Regions from separate parts of the Mus musculus genome. Here region 1 is linked to region 2. A link is a contact called in public Hi-C data. All regions are on one chromosome and are shown on one strand. The core of a region is the stretch at or near the end of the contact, and the rest is flanking DNA. Distances in the headings are between cores, read along the strand shown.

Region 1 (5,665 bases), core at 1,389-3,888, 930 kb after region 2:
CCTGTTGTAACCTAAAACAGGGTTAGAGGTTGTCCGTTGTAATTGGTTGTGCCGAAAGATCCTGTTGTTCTGATTCTCCATGGGCAACGAAGACAGATGGCCAGCTGGCAGGCACCCAGAAATTCTCGTCCTTCCTATTAAGTGCTACCCAAACAACCAAGTCTTACAGATGCTGACAGAACTATTACATTTTATTAGACAGATTTGCTTATAGCTGTAATTATATGCAAATAGTTATTTCTTATGGAATGTATACCAGTTATACTAATTTAAAACTTGGATTTTAAGGAATCAAATTGTAACGGTTACTTTTGAAATTATGCTCCCTAACTTTGATTTTACTTGTACTCTGTAATTTTTTTATTAGGTATTTTCTTCATTTACATTTTCAATGCTATCCCCAAAGTCCCCCCATTCCCTACCCACCCACTCCCACTTTTTGACCCTGGTGTTCTCCTGTATAAAGTTTGCACGACCAATGGGCCTCTCTTTCCAATGATGGCCGACTAGGCCATCTTCTGATACATATGCAGCTAGAAACAAGAGCTCTGGGAGGGGGGGGTAGTACTGGTTAGTTCATATTGTTGTTCCACCTATAGGGTTGCAGATCCCTTTAATCATTTTATTCATTTACATTTTAAATGATATCCCCCTTCCCAGTTTCCCGTCCACAAACCTCACCATACCACCCCCCCCCCCCGCTTCCTCTCTACCCTTTGCCTCTTTGAGGATGCTCCTCCACCCACTCACCCACTTCCGCCTCACCACTCCAGCATCCCCCTATGCTGCCATTTTATTATATGGGAGAGTCAACTTATTCCTTGAAGTTTTAATTTACTTTGATTTTTAAAATACCAAATTCAAAACTGCAATAAGGGACATATAATAATGAGTTATAAATAAGTCAGTCAATCACCAAATAAGTGCCCAAGTCCTAGAGGCAGATAACAGGAGAATCCAAATGAATTCTATCCTCAGAGGTGACAAAACCCTGATTCCCCAGAATGCTTGCAGGAGGCCCTGAGGTTAGATCAATTTGGGGGTGAGTTTACTGTTTATACTGCATGAAATTTCCATGATGAACATGGAAGAGGGGGTAGGGAGAATAAAAACAAATTGTATTGTTTCCAAATGTAAAGCTTGGCATTGAAATGAGTGAAACTTCTCTCACTTTTACTACAGAGTTCACTAAAGTCCACATGGTGATTTGAGCAAAGAGAGAGGAATAAGCCTTCAGTCTACATAAAACCACCTCTATTTCTTTTCTGAATTATTTCTGAGAAAAGTTTAAGATCAAGGACATATATTTACACAGAAGCCAAACACTAAATTATGGTTGATCTAATTATGAAAACTCAATTTGCCAAGTCAAACAACAATACTGCTGTTGCTAGAATTCTCTGCAGAGCAGTTACAAGTGAATGTTACATAGAATTTTGTTTTGGTTTTAGTATTTTGATGCAGAATTTTGTTCTTTGGTTGTCTTGCAAGGGCAAGCCCATTTTAATCTCACTAAGGCTAAAAGTTTATTTTAAAATTTCTTTGAATGAAACTGCCTATATTTTCTTATTTCAGAATCAAGGCACTAAGTCAGAAGATCGAGAATTAATGCAGAGATGAACATTAAGGCCCTGCCTTTGGAATCTAATTGCCCGATACTTGCTGTGTTGTTTTCCTGTTTTCTGCAAAGTGGTGTGTTGATGACACGCAACTATTCAATGTCAGTATGTGTGATTTTTAAGTTTCAACATTCAAAAGTCCAAACAGTAATCAAGGCACAGTAGGTTATGTTTGTAATCCCAACACTTGAGAGCATGAGGTGGGAGACTCCCTGGAACCTCAAAAACAGCCTAGCCTACATAACAAGATCCTATCTCATACAGAACAAACAGACACCTAAATTAAGAGAAATGATACTGAGTATAATTAGATTTGTACATTTGCCAATGTTTCCATTGTCTTATTTTGGAATAGTAAATGATAACGTAAGAACTAGACCAAAAATATAAAAGAGGCCCAGGTGAGAAACTCGCAGCTGTAAAGCTGTGGAATTTTTATTTTCTCCAAACTGAAACTCAAGGTTCCCGTTGCTAAGTCGACATAAAGCAAACCAGTGTAGGACAGAATGTTAAAGAGAGATCTGGGCAGGCCGACCTCAGATCACTTAGGGCTTAAAGCTTTAAACGTCTGAATAGTCTGAAAACAAAGGGGGAATAATATTAAAATTAAAAGAAGATTTAAGTAGAAAGTAACCACATGACTTGTATAATCAAAAAGTCTTAGGAGAAAGCCATCCCTGTAGCTGGAATTACTAAACTGCTCATGTGTAGAGAAACCACTTGGCACACATTGGCTGAGCTTCTCCAGAGAGTTGAACGCACAACACTGGAATCCACCATTCAGTGACCTGTAGAGATCAACACGACAGCTGAAGCAAACGGTTCCGCTGTGCTGCAAGGGTCTGTTTGCTTGGCCAAATACAGTCTCAGCAAGATATGCCTGGGACTATTAATTATGGAGACAAGCAAGGAACCAGAGGAAGAGCTCAGAAAACCCCCAACGAGGAAGCGGTCTCATTTCCCACAGAGCTCCACAGCACACACAGACTTTCTCCTGCACAGAGCACAGACAGGCTTGTCCTCCTGCTGCTTTATGTTAATTAGGGAATAAATAAGTGGCCAACTGTAGTCTGTGGGCATATGTTGGTCAACTGTCTCTGTCTAATTAGGTTGTAAGCCCACTGAGCAGGCGCCTCATTTAAATCTATGTTCTGGAAAGCATTCCACGGCTCTGCTGAGGTCCAGTGACTGAAAGGAAGGCAGGGCCTGAGGCTCCATCAGAAAGAAAAAGGAAACGTTTATGAATTCATGTGTCTATGTTTATATCTTGCCTAAAGCTAATTAAAGATTTTAAGTGACGAATGCAACTGTACTTCTCATAGAACAATGTCATGCGTCTTAGTCAATATGTTATAGTATAATAAAAAAGTATAATATAAAATAAAATTTATGTATAACATAAAAATAAATTTTGTTTGAATTTGTTACTTCTAACTCAAGTATGTATGATTTGCAATGGTAATAAGTATAAGTGTTCAATGTCATAGTTCCTCCATTAAATACCACGTCACGGTACTTAGATCACAACTGTAGAGTTGGCATTTACACGTGAAGGTGTTACAGGAATAAATGAATACCAGCACTTGGAAGGTTGAAGCAGGGGGTCACAAGTTAGAGTGAAGACCCTGCTGCAAAAGATAAAATTAATTCTTTACCCATGTTTATATATGTGTATGTGACATTGGGGTGCTTAATGATACTTTATCCATGTTTATATATGTGACTTTGTGTATATGTGTGTGGCTTTGGGGTGTTTAATGGATATTATGTACATAGCTACTCACCTTTTGTTCCCTGACTCCCTAATTAGAATGTTCTAGATATTGATAGTTAAAATTACTTACTCTAGAAATATTGAGAACATAGGCAAGAATCTCATATACAGCATTTTATTTGTTCTTTGTGACAGCTAGTTTTAGTTACCTTCTAACACATGTTAGCATAAATGCCAAACTCACATTTTCTTCCATGGCTCTCTTATGCCACACAATGGAAGCCTTCTAGAGACAACAGGCAGATATCTGCAGATACAGATGATCTATGGCAGAGATGATCAGTGGTATTGGTATTCTCCTCTTTTGTAATTGTGAAGAATAAAGCAGAAACTTTTAAATAAGTCAGTTTATTCACACAGGCTATTCCTTCAGTGAGTATGGGAATCAGAGACACTGTATATTGTACCACGTGCCATGTGCCCTGCCTTCCCTGGATTGCCTTTGGATATTTTTCCAATATTATTCTCTTCACATTCTTCCGTAGTAGACCCATTGGATTCCAGGTTAAAGATATGGGATTCCAGGAAGACTTCTAGGAAGGAGACCCAGCACCATTCACTCCAGGCACTATCAGGATACAAACATTCAGTATACCCCCACACTACTGAAAAATGAATGCCCCTTATCTCTGAGACTCTGCCTCTGTCTCGGGCTTAGGCTGTTCCCTTATGCTGGGGCTTCTCTAATATACCCACTGCTTCCTTAAAATTAAGTTTGTTACTCCAAGCTTATTTAAACGGAAATCTTATTTTTATGACTTCTCTGGGGTCACTTTCTCCAAGGGCTAATCCTAGCTTGCTAATCTGCTCTCAGGAAGTAGAAATTCTCTGGTTGAATCTTTGCAAATTTAATAGTATCTTCGTCTATCCATGGTCTCTACCACCATCTAATATCTTAAAAAAATTTTTTTTTGGAAATACACACACACAAAAAACCAAACAAACAAACAAACAAAATACTGTCTTATGCTACCTCCCCAATTAGGTAAAATTCTCTTGATACTGATAACTAAACTTTAATCTACACATACTGTATACAAAACACCTACAAAGCACTCTGTATGTATAATTTCTGTTTTGCTTTCTGGCATCTGTTTTTGGATAGCACTGGGACTATGTTAAATGCATAAAACAAGAGTTCCTTGAGAAACACCACTTAGCTAATGTTCAACACAGTCAAGTTGCATTTTTTCACCTTTACTGTTTTGTCATGTAATATATATTTATATTGTTATTAATATCTGGTTCCTTATGCACTAAATTGGAAATACCCAGCTGACAAAATTTTATGCTTTTAGTCTATAGTAAATTCTCTCTCTCTCTCTCTCTCTCTCTCTGAATGTGTGTATGTATGTATGTGTATGTATTATGCATGTATGTACATGTATGTATCGTTATACCATACTTTACATTTGCTGTAACACTAATTAGTGAGTCATGTATAAACAGGAGGTTCAACACTGTAAATGTAAATGTCATTTTTTGTAAAAATCAAATGGTTCAAACTACTAGAATATCTAAAATTTCAGGGGTTCTGCTGTACATAACTTTGTAATAATTTTAATATTGTAAAATTGGGTTAAGTAATATTGTTTGTTGTGACATATCTTAATCCATTCTTCATTGTTGATAGCATATAAAGGAAGCATACATATATCTCCAAACACATAAGTAAAATTTTGACATGCATAGGCATCAACATGCAAAGAATACAGAAGCATTAACATATTTTGTTCTCTGGTATTAATATGCAAAGCCATGGACACATTGGAGAAATGGCAAGAATCCTTTGCAGGATAAAACCCAACACTGGCATTTTTAAAGCATATTCCAGAATGACTCAATATGAAATATGCAACCATGATTTCTAATCATGATATTCATATTATTAAAAAGCCAGCTAGACAACCTTTTCTTCTTAAATCTGGAAATTTAAATTATTTGTGGAGAACTTATTTTTTAAACTATGTTTAAACACTGTGGTTTTCAATAAAAATTATGAATTTATGTCTGAGAAATTAGTTGTATATAGTTACAGTGTACTATTTCCATGGCAGCATTTTATTTTAAAATGTGAATTAGAAGTGATACAAATATTCTTTTAAGCTTTTGCTGTTTGACCTGAGTGTATATCAGGCTCTGCATGTATGTAGTTACTAGAAGAGTGTGTCAGATACCCTGGAAATGGAGCTACTGGAGGTTATAAACTACTATTTTGGTTCTGGTATTTGAACCAGGGTACCATGGAAGAAGAGCCAATGCTTTTAACCAT
Region 2 (6,254 bases), core at 1,973-4,472:
CACAAGAAATGTACATATATAAAAGTGTAAAAAAAGAGATTTGCAGTATCACTTGAGTGCCCTGTGAGCAGACTCCATTGTTACAGGCTGTGGGTGTCTCCCCCGATTAATTTATTTGTTTATTCACTTTACATCCTGATTGCAGCGCCCCTCCCTTCTCTCCTCCCAGTCCTACCCTTTCCTTTTTTTTCTCCTTCCCCTTCTTCTCATGGGTACCAATCCATTGTGGCACATCAGATCAAAGCAGGACTAGGCACATCCTCTCTGTGGGTACGTGCTTAAGAACTGTTTGTATGGTAACAAACTGTTGCTCAAAATCATAGCAGGCAACCATGACAACACTGTCAAAATTAAAAACTGTAGTAACTTTCTGGTAAAATTCAAAGAACAATCATTAAGGGGTAAATAGGAGCATGTTTCTCTTCTCTTCTCTTCTCTTCTCTTCTCTTCTCTTCTCTTCTCTTCTCTTCTCTTCTCTTCTCTTCTCTTCTCTTCTCTTCTCTTCTCTTCTCTCTCTCTCTCTCTCTCTCTCTCTCTCTCTCTCTCTCTCTAAACCAGAAACCATTTACTTAAGTTTGATTTCCTGGGTGAATAGTTGTATCTTGGTTTTTCTCAGTAATTAGTACAACAAAATGATTTTCTCAGAGGAATTTTGTTTGCAATGACCATAAGCTTCAGTTGAAAAACTACAGATGCTTCTAGGGGCAAGCTTCCAAAACATAAACATAAGACCAGCTTGGGATATTAGCAAAATATCTCTTTCCTCTTTTTCATTTATTTTTCCATGTGTCTGCGTATTTTGACTGCATGTATGTCTGTGCACCATGTGTGTGCCTGGTGCTGGAAGAGGCCAAAAGAAAGTGTCAGACCCCAGGAACTAGAGTCACAGGCAATTGTAGCATGCCACAACAGTGTTAGGAATTGAACCCTTATCCTCTGGAAGAGAAGCCAGTGCTCTTAACCACTACCTCTTTCTACAGCCCAGTGAAATGCTTCTCTATATTCTCTTATACAACTATACTTGCTGATGTGAAAACGGTTTTGTATCATTACTTGGGCATCATAACTATTCATTGAATGTCTGTTATTTCTATACACCACCAGGAAGCAATACTTTTGATATATTTTCACTATTTGAGAATTTCAAACATGCATATAATGTATTTTGACAATGTTCCATCTCGCTTTTTCCTCATCTCCTCCTACATCTATCCTCTCTCCACTTCCTCAAACTTTATACCATCTTATTTTCATTTATTTTTCTAATGCACTAAGTCCAGTTCGTGCTGCCCACAGTTTCATGGGTGTGAAGTCATACACTGGAGCATAGTTCACAGACTAAGGGTCACATCTTTAAAGAAAATTGACCCTTCCTCTCCCAGAAGCCACAAGCTATTAATAGCTCCTCAGTTTGGGGTGTGGGCTCCAGAGCTCCTCCCTCCTCCTTGCTAGGATGTTGACTTGATCTTGTACAGCTCCTGAGCAGGCAACCACATCTGTTGGGAATTCCTAAGTGTAGTGATTCTGTAACATCTAGAACATACTGTTTTGCTTTGGTCGTCCCAAACCTTTGGCTTTTACCATCATCTCCTTTCTTTTCTGTGATTGTCCCCAAACCTTGGGGAATTGCTGTGCTATAGGTGTCCTAGTTGTGTCTGAACACTCTGTTGACACATGTTCTCTGCACTGTACCCACTGTAAGTCATGTTCTCTGCACTGCACCCACTGTAAGTCATATTCTCTGCACTGTACCCACTGTAAGTCATATTCTCTGTACTGCACCCACTGTAAGTCATGTTGTCTGCACTGCACCCACTGTAAGTCATGTTGTCTGCACTGCACCCACTGTAAGTCATGTTCTCTGCACTGCACCCACTGTAAGTCATGTTCTCTGCACTGCACCCACTGTAAGTCATGTTCTCTGCACTGCACCCACTGTAAGTCATGTTCTCTGCACTGTACCCACTGTAAGTCATGTTGTCTGCACTGCACCCACTGTAAGTCATGTTCTCTGCACTGCACCCACTGTAAGTCATGTTCTCTGCACTACACCCACTGTAAGTCATGTTCTCTGCACTGTACCCACTGTAAGTCATGTTGTCTGCACTGCACCCACTGTATGTCATGTTCTCTGCACTGTACCCACTGTAAATTTCTGCATTCATTGGTGTCCAGTGCCCTTGGATGCTTTTCTGAGGATGTCTGAGAACTGCACTAATCTAGGGCTCTATAGAAAAATTAAAGACCAGTTTATATTATTTCCATTTTAGCAGAATAATGGTGGTAGATTCACCCCTGACACCTGTGAATTTCCCAGCCATGGATTCTTGACTAGATTTACAGTATCAAACATACATTTCATCTCGTGGCCTTAAATATAACCAGGGAGCAGTTGATTACCTTTGTGATATTCATGACACTATAAGTAAACAAATAACCCATTTTTTTAAAAAAAAACTGAGGATATCAAACTAAACAAAGAGTTCTCAAAATATGAAACACAAATGCCTAAGGCACTTAAAAAAGTGTTTAACATCCTTAGCCATTAGGGAAATGCAAATTAAAACTACTTTAAGATTTCATCTTACTCAAGTCATAATGGTCAAGATCGACAGACAGACAGACAGAAAACACATGCTATCAAGGATGCAGGAAAAGGGTGAAAAATAGATTCATTGTCAATGGGCATGGAAATTGATATAGCCAATATGAAAATCACAAAGATAGCATTGATATACCACAAGATCCAGCTATGCCACTCTTGGGAATAGACTCAAAAGACTCCGTATCTTAATCTTACCACAGGCACACATGCTTATCAGTGTTCATTGGTGTCCTATTTATAGTGCCAGATATTGGAAACAGTCTAGATGTTCCTCACCAAATAATGGGTAATGAAAATGTGACACAGTAGCAGTTTGAAATATTATTTGGCTGTCAAGAAAAAAAATGAAATTTGAAGGTAAGTGGACAAAACTAGGGAAAACACAAACAAAAAACTATCATCCTGAGAGAAATAACCCCGACTGAAAAAATATGCAAATGTTGCATAAGTCTTCTCTGATATGATATGTGGATTTTAACTTTTAAGCTTTAGAAGTGCATGTTTTATTTAGAATATCCACAGAGGCTTGGTAGCTAGCAAGGGATCAGGAGGGAGGAGAGACCCTTCCAAGGAAGGGCAAATAGAAACTGGTGTTTGTAAAGATATGAAAGGGAAACTAGACCGGGAGGGTTGATTGGCAGAGGAGAGGGCATAGCAGGGTAAAGGCAGGATATGGGGAGTGAGAACAAGCACTTGATGATTTTTATCTTACCTCACAGAGGTCACAGCTGAATAGTGCTGCTGGTGTCCCCCACAATCCCCAGGAGCCGACATAGCACCTTCCAGTTATATGAAAGGTAGCCAGCAAGGAGGAAACCTTCCTTGCTAGTATTAGCTTAATTTTTCCATATTCTGCAACTACAGCTGTACTGTGTCTTTAGCAAAAGCATCTTGCCATGAAGTTACAGTGGTTAATCAAGACCAGTGGCAATAGCTTATATTGTTTTGGAAGAGGGTTGTGTGTCTCTGGGACTCCCCTGAGCAACAACTTGAAGTGAGGGACTCTATATTTGGCCCTGTGCTTTTTCTATTAAAAAAACAATCTTAACCTGCACAGAGAGGACATGTCAATATGCCCTCGTGGATGGGGAGGGACTCATGGGTCTTTACTACTCCTAGGGGGCACTATAGACAGCTAATGGATGCTGTCGGCAGTGGGAGTATATTCCTCAGTGCAACAGTCACTGGTAAGTTGCACTTGCTCAAATGCATAACTTCTTATTCATATTCATGCAAATATAAGGTTCATGTTCTATTGCCTGAACAGGAGGGTTGAGGGGAAACTGAAGAGTCGATGCCAGATAATACCTACACTGTTACTCTAGGCAAAGGTTTCTAGGCAGTGGTAGGTACCCAGGAACTTTCTAGTACACACAGGCTACACACAGATAGGCTGCACACAGGTCACATAGTAGTAGCTACATAGACCTATGGGCAAACACACAGCAGGATGGTGAAGGCAAAGGGGCAGGCATAGGCCTCTGACTCCAAAGCTGTATTTTATATTGAATCCTACAATGTGGGAACTCTGCCAAAACAGTTCTGTAACAGGATGCATCACTGTTGATGTTGAGGTTCCCAGGACTCCTAGTGTCATTTGTTTAGTGCCAACTCATAGCTCCCCGAATGTCCCGAGTCAGTCATGTTTTACTTGGTTGACTTCTACCAGATATCCGTATCAAAGTCATGTTGTCTATGGCCTTTGGGTCCCAACAGCAAGACACCCTAATTTAACTCGGCAGGCCACAAATCCCCAAGAATAGCTACAAGAAAGTAAGCTAATCTGTAATAACCATGTGAGCTGGACATCATCATTCCCATTTTCCAGATTGAAAAAAAAAACCTGAGGTTTAAAACCTTGTTCACATTGTCAGAGATCACCCAACTCAGGTCCCACTGTCATCACACCACACTGCCCCTCCCAACTCACACAGTGAAACATAGCCCTGAACTATGGTCTAGTTTACTGCACTGGAGTCAAAGAGAAGTCCTCACCTGTGTAAGGAAGGGACGCCATCATAATACTGTGGACTGCCAAATGCATGCATGAATTCTTGCCCCTCTGTCCTCCTCTGTGAACTGTGCTGTCTATCTGGTTCTGTCATCCAGGTCTTTTTCGTCATTGGCAACAACCAACTTACGATTTTTGTGTGTGTTGGCAATACAATGTGCTGAGCACGTCAGTGCTGTCATCTTGCTGACATCTTCTGAGATTCCTTCCATGAGAGTGATTTCCATAGATTAAGCCTTGAATGGAGGCAGTACTCATCTGGATGACTAGAGAGGAAGAACTGACAGTTCAGCCAGTAGAAGGGAGCATAGCTTATTTCTGCTCCAGGGAGTCTACCAAGGATGGTCAAGTAATGACATCCACTTCTAATTATTAATAGCATTCATCCTATTAGCATTACTGTTCTGTCTTTAGAATTTTATGGAGCACAAAAGAGAACCAAAAAACTGGAGAGAAAAAATATGGGGAATCCAATAAAATCTGAGGCATGATTAAAATATAGTTTTATTTCCTATGGCTACTTTAATTTTATATTGATGTCAAAGAACCTCCCCCAGAAAGCTGCTATGCCCAGCTGGTACACCTGAGCCCTGGAGAGCTAACATGTCTTGTTAGTGACTCTGCATATTTGAATCATCTGGGAAGCTTTGAAAATCCCTCTGCCTGGATTTCCTGACAGGAGATTCTGATTTGACTGTCCTGGGCATGGGGAACTTTCAAAGGTCTCCTAGCACTCTACTGCGTAGCCAGCATTTAGCTGGCTGTGATCAGCTAGGCCACCATAAGAGCCTCTGCTTCCCAGTGGGTACCGTGAGTTCATGAGGTAGCAGGATTGGGCCAGCTGTCTTTGTTCAGTTTTCTTATGTCTTCTCTTCCATGTGTTCACTTTTCCTCTTTCCTTTCTTAAAGACCCCAAGACTTTCCAATTGGAAAGCACGTTGGCTTTGAAGAAAGACTGGGTGTGGAAAAGGCAAATCTCTCAGGCTGGTTTAGCTCTCTAATAATCCATTCCTCAATGTGGCTTCCTGATGGAATAGCAGACTAGAGCTGGTGGGAAATAAATGAGAGAGTGAGGGACTACAGTTCAGTGAGAAATACTAAATTGGAATTAAAGATTAGATTTTTTTTCTTCTGGCTTTGCCTCCTACCTGACCACGTGACTGACTTTGATAATAAAATGTAATAAATGATGATGATGATGATGAACTATTTTGTCCTTGGTGTTCTCTGGCTCAAGTATCTGGAGAAGAAAGGAAATTGTAACCAAAGGTGGACTAAGCAGTTCCAAGCAGGCTCTAGGCCCCTCATTGACTTGTGGCTAATGGGGGGAGACTGGCAGACTCTCATTCCCTCAGCACCGCCCTGCACTCAGCAGATGCTGCAGAACTCCAGGCTTTCTGGTCCCAGTGGGTAACCGTAGCTATCCATGTACTTCTCCCTGCTCAGACTTTGACCTGATCCTTTGGATGTTCTGCTACTTACCTCCCCCTTCCTGATATCAGACCCCAGTATTAGACCCTTTCCTTATTGTCCACTGGGCTTTCTCCTCCCTCTCCATCATTCTCTCTCTCCTGCTTGGGAATGTCACATTTTTTTGTGCTTTTCTAGTACCCAGCTAGATCTAATGGATCCCAAATG

Evidence for each region. A called contact is a pair of places that touch in the nucleus more often than the background predicts.
Region 1: a contact with region 2 is called in a Hi-C map of the HPC-7 cell line, with 4 times the contacts expected there. The contact joins two enhancer-like sites.

The regions. Positions count from the first base shown.
Region 1 is chr3:134,603,028-134,608,692 of GRCm38.p6, forward strand. No RefSeq gene overlaps it. Among named protein-coding and RNA genes, the nearest start is that of 4930539C22Rik, 180 kb to the left of the region's middle. Within about 2 kb of position 2,639, at least 28 of the 459 cell types and tissues checked have an H3K27ac peak or open chromatin away from gene starts, as enhancers often do. A contact at or near this core is called in the HPC-7 cell line, where this site is marked.
Region 2 is chr3:133,677,274-133,683,527 of GRCm38.p6, forward strand. No RefSeq gene overlaps it. Among named protein-coding and RNA genes, the nearest start is that of Gm40153, 17 kb to the left of the region's middle. Within about 2 kb of position 3,223, at least 3 of the 459 cell types and tissues checked have an H3K27ac peak or open chromatin away from gene starts, as enhancers often do. A contact at or near this core is called in the HPC-7 cell line, where this site is marked.